2 separate regions of the Sus scrofa genome follow, and region 1 is linked to region 2. The links are chromatin contacts, called in public Hi-C maps. All regions are on one chromosome and are shown on one strand. Each heading gives the region's core, a stretch centred on a gene start, on an enhancer-like site or on the middle of the called end of the contact. The rest is flanking DNA. Distances are from core to core; before and after follow the strand shown. Region 1 holds the start of ARHGDIA (Rho GDP dissociation inhibitor (GDI) alpha). Region 2 holds the start of MAFG (transcription factor MafG).

What was found. A called contact is a pair of places that touch in the nucleus more often than the background predicts.
Region 1: a contact with region 2 is called in a Hi-C map of liver, with 2.4 times the contacts expected there. The contact joins the promoter of ARHGDIA here to the promoter of MAFG in region 2. A contact is called at or near these places in 1 of 5 promoter capture datasets (liver), 9 of 47 Hi-C or Micro-C datasets (blood, heart right ventricle, liver and 3 more) and 2 of 2 datasets of contacts at active chromatin or transcription factors (alveolar macrophages and skeletal muscle).

The regions. Positions count from the first base shown.
Region 1 is chr12:1,111,939-1,114,802 of Sscrofa11.1, reverse strand. It overlaps ARHGDIA (Rho GDP dissociation inhibitor (GDI) alpha), which reads right to left and starts at 1,408. Exons shown (of 6, transcript NM_001201384.1): 1 at 1,362-1,408. It overlaps LOC110255935 (a long non-coding RNA gene), which reads left to right and starts at 1,499. Exons shown (of 2, transcript XR_002336921.1): 1 at 1,499-1,601; 2 at 1,834-2,864.
Region 2 is chr12:1,067,667-1,070,660 of Sscrofa11.1, reverse strand. It overlaps MAFG (transcription factor MafG), which reads right to left and starts at 1,587. Exons shown (of 3, transcript XM_021066420.1): 1 at 1,513-1,587.

The DNA of each region.
Region 1 (2,864 bases), core at 159-2,658, 44 kb before region 2:
GAGGCCCAGAAGGGCCACCTTCACCTCCTCATCCTGCCCACCTCAGGGGACCCAATTCCAGGTCCACAGTATCCAGGGCTAGAGAGGCCCCAGCCTGCCCCTTGCAAAGACCAGGGACAGCTCCCCTGCTTCCAGGAAGCAGCAGCACCCCAGACCTACCTAGCAGGGTCAGGACCAAGTCCTGCTGCTTGTCCTGAATCGCCCAGGGGCTCACCTCAAGAGATCCCTCCTACTGACTATTGCTGATCGGTCTGTTCCTTCAGGCCTGTCCTAAATGTCTGTGCAGGCTACAAGTTAGTTCTTTCTCACCCTACAAACACAAGGCTCTCCTAAGGCTCAGATGACAGGGCTAGCCTGAGTCGCACAGATAAATCCTGAAATGGACGAGGGACCCTAAATGTCTGCCAACCTTATCTCCAGCTGTGAGGGTTCAGAGACCTAGAATTTGGAAACTGCTCTAGACGTGTGGGAATTTCAGGAGCCCCCTTCGGGATCCTCGCCCAGAAGAGCTCGCAGCAGTGCCATCAAAGAGAGGAGCAGTGCATAGGGCAGCCACTGGTCTTCTTTCACTAAGAATGACCATCGCATACCCCCCCCGGAATCCCCGAGCAGTATCTGAAACCCGCTCGGACCCGACTCGGTGGTGTGGGAGGTGGGTCAGGGCCGCCGTTGTCCGTAAAGACAGCCAAAGCCGGGATGTGCGCGCGGACAAGATCTCACAAAGGGCCGCGGGGGACCCGGAACCACCCGGCCGCCGAAGGCAGGGTGGGGCCCGGCCCGTATTTCCAGACCTCCTAGTCGCTTCCTCTGGAATTCCTCTAGAAAGCTCACGCCCTAACGCCACTCAAGCGCGGCCGCAGGCGACAGGATCCTCTAAGTGCGATCGCGCGGCGCGCACTTCCTGCAGGGCCCGCAATCTGGACAGGGCGCGGCAGGCGCGCGGGGTGGGGCGCGGGGGCCACACGGCTCAGGCGAGTGGGCGTCCGGCCGGAGCAGGCTGGCGTGCACCGGCGAGGAGGGAGCCGCTGAGCACGAGCTGCGACCACAAAAGAGGCCTGCACCTCTGTGCATCCCCAGCTCCCGCCCCCGGCCCCTACGCCCCCACCTCTCGCCTTCCAGCTCCCTCGCCGCCGCCTCCCTCCTCCGGCGTCCCCGATTCGCACGTGGGCTGCCCCGGCGCCCCGGCCGCCGCCCGCTGTCACCGCCGCCCCCGCCCAGCGCAGACCCTTCGGGTGGGCAGGCAGGAGGGCGGGGCGGGCGGGGCGGGCGGCGGGAACAAAGGCGCGGCCCCCCGCCTCCCCCTCCGCGGCTGCCCCGCCCGCTAGCCCACCGCACCAGCCGGCCCCGCCGCCCGCGCTCACCGGAGCCTCGACCGCGCCGCTCTCGCGCTCCCTCCCGCACGGAATGACGAACGTCGCCGCCCCACCCGCGCGCGCCCGGCCGGCCACTTCCGGGATCACGCGACTTCCGCTCGCGCCGGGCGGGCTCCGGAGAGCGCATGCGTGCGCGGGGGCTGCTGGGAGCGCGCCGCGGCCATCTTGAGATCCCGGCTTGTGGGCGCGTCCCGCGTGGGCAGCGAGCGGGGAGCCCTGTGGAGGCCGGTAGGGTTGGGGTTCTGCGCCCTTTGGCACCTGCGTTTCCTGGTCCGGGGCGTCCCCGCGGGTCAACCCGCAAGCTAAAGGGGCGAGGCAGTGGCTCGCGGACGGTGGGCGTGGCACGCGAGGCGCAGGCGTGTCTCTCGGGCACGCAGCCGTCACACCGCGGGGACGCGCTAGTCGGGCAGCCCCCGTCCCCGAAACCAGCGCGCCGTCCCTGCCTTTCCTTCCTTTCCAGACCCGTCAGCGTTTGGCCGCCCTGCCGGGAGCGCTCCTTCACGAAGAGAAACTCAGCATCGGGAGCGGCTCTGTGCCGCTCGTGACTCCGGAAGCCCCTGGCTCAGCCGCCACCGTCCCCCGGGGTCTCCACCCGGAGCGCCGGGGCTGGGGGCGCGCGTGATTTGTGGCCGGCGGGATGGAGCCCGCGCTGCCGAGGGCCCCCAGCGCTCGTCTCTCCGCGTGGGGTCCAAGCCCTCCGCTCCACGGCGCGGTCACGTACGCTCACCTGGATGGCGCATCGGCTTGTTAGGCGGTAGAAGCGATAGAACTGCGAAATACTGATCTTAGTATTTTTGGAAATGTCTCAACTTGCGCCAGTTTGGGGAATACTGTCAGCTTTCTGTGTAGAAAGTTGAGCTGGCCAAAGGCAGAGCATTCCAAGCTGGTTGGTTCCTGGGATGTGCTTCGCAGGCGTCCTGTTACTGGAAGCTGCAACGCCAGAGCCGGGCGTCCTGCCTCGCTGCCAAACTGCTTTCCAGTAACCCAAGTGCCTTTTACTTTATTTATTCTTTTTTTTTTTTTTTTTTGTCTTTTTTTTGTCTTTTTGCTATTTCTTTGGGCCGCTCCCGCGGCATATGGAGGTTCCCAGGCTAGGGGTTGAATTGGAGCTGTAGCCACCGGCCTATGCCAGAGCCACAGCAACGCAGGATCCCAGCCGTGTCTGCAACCTACACCACAGCTCACGGCAACGCCGGATCCTTAACCCGCTGAGCGAGGGCAGGGACCGAACTCGCAACCTCATGGTTCCTAGTCGGATTCGTTAACCACTGTGCCACGAGGGGAACTCCTATTTATTCTTTTTTTTTTTTTTTTCTCTCGCTTTTTTTAGGGCCGCAGCCGTGGCATATGGAGGTTCCCAGGCTGCGGGTCACATCAGAGCTACAGCTGCTGGCCTACACCACAGCCACAGCAACACGGGATCCAAGCCTAGTCTGCAACCTACACCACAGGTCAGGGCAACTCCGGATCCCCCTGAGTGAGACCAGGGAT
Region 2 (2,994 bases), core at 338-2,837:
GAGGACAAAGCACAAGGTCAGCCTTACCTAGCCTTGAACCCCTGGGCAAAAGGATCAGCTCTGGTCTAGAGGAAAGACCCCCACTCCCACCCCCGCCCCTGGAGACCAGGAACCACCCATTCACTTAGGAAGGTGGCTCAGGCCACACGACCCTCAGGCTGGAGTTCCCTCCCCAGGAGTCCCCACCACCACCCCATCAGGACCACCTTCTTTGTTAAGCTGCACAACCCTGAGCCCAACCAGAACAATCCGGGGTGACTGAGATTCTTCAGCCCATGCCGTCCACCCCAGTCCAGTGCCCTGAAGGTGGGTGCCCTCCAAGCTACCGCCACCCACAGCCTCGAGCCAGACCCCACGGCGGGCTGTGAAGAGAGGCAGGGCCTGCTCACCAGACACCAACTCCCCTGAAGTCTAAGTCCTGCTGCTTCCTCTCATTGGCAATTTCCTGGTAGAGCTGCACCTACATGCCCCCTGCCCTGTCCACTGTTACCCAGAAACCGGGTACAGGCACCCCTCTTTCTCCCACTGTCTCCCCATCTTCCCCGCCCAGAGGCTGCCCAGCCTGGCCAACCAGACCAGTCATAAGGAAAGCCGGCTTCCCAGCCCGCAAGCACAGCCCCCCTAAGCTCCTCCCTCTTCTCACTCAGAGAACTATTTCCCAGTTTGGGGAACTGTCCCAGACGCGGGTCAGGGACCAGCAGCCTGAGAAAAGCCTGCCGGGGAGGGGATGGACGGACCAGGGTCTTCACCCTCTACCCCAGAATAATAAGAATAGCGGTCCCTCCATTTACTCACCCCCCAAACCTTCAACACGCACATCAGCCCGAACTTAAGCAGGCACCCCAGCCTGGGGCCTAGCCCCTTCCCACTCCCTGGTTTAGCTCTCACCTCTCGCTTCCAGCCTCTCGAGCCCCTCGCTCAAATCCCCCCAGGCATCAGGACAAGCATCGAGTGACCTCATGCTGATGACTCAGCAAGTCTCCCTCTGGGCTCTGGCACGAGTGTGACAGAGCGAAGTCGGCGCGGGGAGGGTCTTCCTAGCCACCCCCCACGTGCCGCCCCCTTCCCCCCGGCCTCCAAGGACCCCCGCGTCCGAGAGGCGTTAACACAGACACCTGATGAATCAGCAGCTCAGGCTGGGACGGCCAGGCTCTTCCGCGGAGCCCTGGGCTCCCCGATCGACCCCACCCTTTCCTCCCGCCACCCCGGCCGCCCCTCCCTCCAGGACGCCCCGGCCCAGCAAGCCAGCCCGCGCAAGCCCCGCCCCGCCCCTGTGGGCACCCCCGCGCCCACCCGAGCACCCCAGGCGCAAGGGCAGGAAGCCGCTTCTGACTAGTGGGGAAATCGAGGCACGGGCCGCCAGCAGGGCGCGGGGCAGAGCCGAAGCTCGGAGCGTCCGGCCCGCGCCGCCCCGGACGCCCGAAGGAGCCGAGGCCCCGCGGAAGCCCGCCCTCGGCCCGGAGCCCCCAGCTGCCCCGCGCCCTGCCCCGGCCCGGCCGCCGCCGCACTCACCCACCACACTGCGGGCCCGGCGGGCCGAGGCTGGGGCGGGGCGGGGCGGGCACTCCGAGGCCGCGCGGGAGTGGGCCGCGCGGGGGCTCCGGGCCCGGGGTAGGGGCTCGCCGCCTGCGCGGGCCGGTCCGAGCGCGCTTGGAAGGCCGGGCCGGACCAGGCTCGGGGCTCGGGATCCGCCGCCGCCGCCGCCGCCGCCGGCCGCCGCCGCCGCCGCCGCCGCCCGCCGCCGCTCCTCAGACGTCACATGATGTTTGGTCACGTGGGCTCCATTCATGAAGCGGCGACGCGACCGGCTGGGGCTTAAAGGGGAAGGCGCGGCGGCGGCGACGGCGGCGGCGGGCGGCAGAGCGCGCCGGCACTGCGCCTGCGCGCCGGGCGCCGTCGCCCTGGCAACGCGCGCCGCGCCCGATGGGTGAGGTCTCGCGGGACTGGCCCGGGCGCGCGCTCCCTGTCCGGCCACGCCCCCTTTGAGGCGGGGCCTCGTGGTCCTCTGAAGCTCTCCTGAGGCTTGTGCGCAGACGTTGCAAAGGCCACGTGTCCGGTTTTCTGTTGCGGATCCGAGGTCCGTACGCATTATGGAGAAGGTCCTCATGGTGTTTCTGTTACTCCCCGGCAGGCTCTGCATGCCTTGCCTCCGTAATTGCGGAGCGGGCCTCAGCCTTGCCAGGAACAGCTGTCTGGTTCACAGGAGACCCACAGGCTCAGGGAGGCGAAGGGTTTGTCCGAAGCTCAAGGCCGCCTCCAAGGCTTCTGAGTAGTGTGGTCTGTCTTCACCCAGCATCCCGAGACCTCACATGAGGGACCGGGCTCAGGCGGCTCCTAGAACCCGTCTGGCTCAGAGTGGGTGCGGTGAATGTGGGCATCAGTAAGCATCTGTTGAATTCATAGTTGATGTAGGGGGTGCGCCTTTCCTTTCTGTTTCACCAGCGTCTGCCCCGAGCTTAGGTCCCCGTCCATGGACCCATGGACCCTTACAGAAAGTTTCTACACTTTCTGTAAGGACTTCTCACTTCTGTTCAAAATCCCCAGAGAAAGAGGTCTGGAAAGGAAGAAGGGAAACTGAAGGGACCCAATTCTACTTCCAGATTCTGGACGTCTCTTCTCAGGTGTGAGGTCAGGAAGGGTCGCGCCCCCCCCCACCAGACAGGTCAGTGAGATCAGATGAGCTGAAAGAGGGAGGAGCCAGGGACGAGGGCAGGATCCTTATGGGAATTCAGTGCCACTGAAGGAACGACAAAGGCCACCCAGGTGGCCCCTAGAGCCTTGGAGCATCAAGGTGTCAGAAACCCTCCCTGCCAGACTCCAGTAGCTTCCCTCTGAATCCCAAAGCACTCTGTCACCTTTTGCTTGGCAGGGCTGCATGTAGTGGTCTTATCATCTGGGCTCTTGAGGACAGGGTGTGTCCTCCAGCACGGAGCCAGTCTCAGAGTATAGGGCCTGACTTGTCAGGCCCTCAATTCGAGGTACTAAACCACAAAG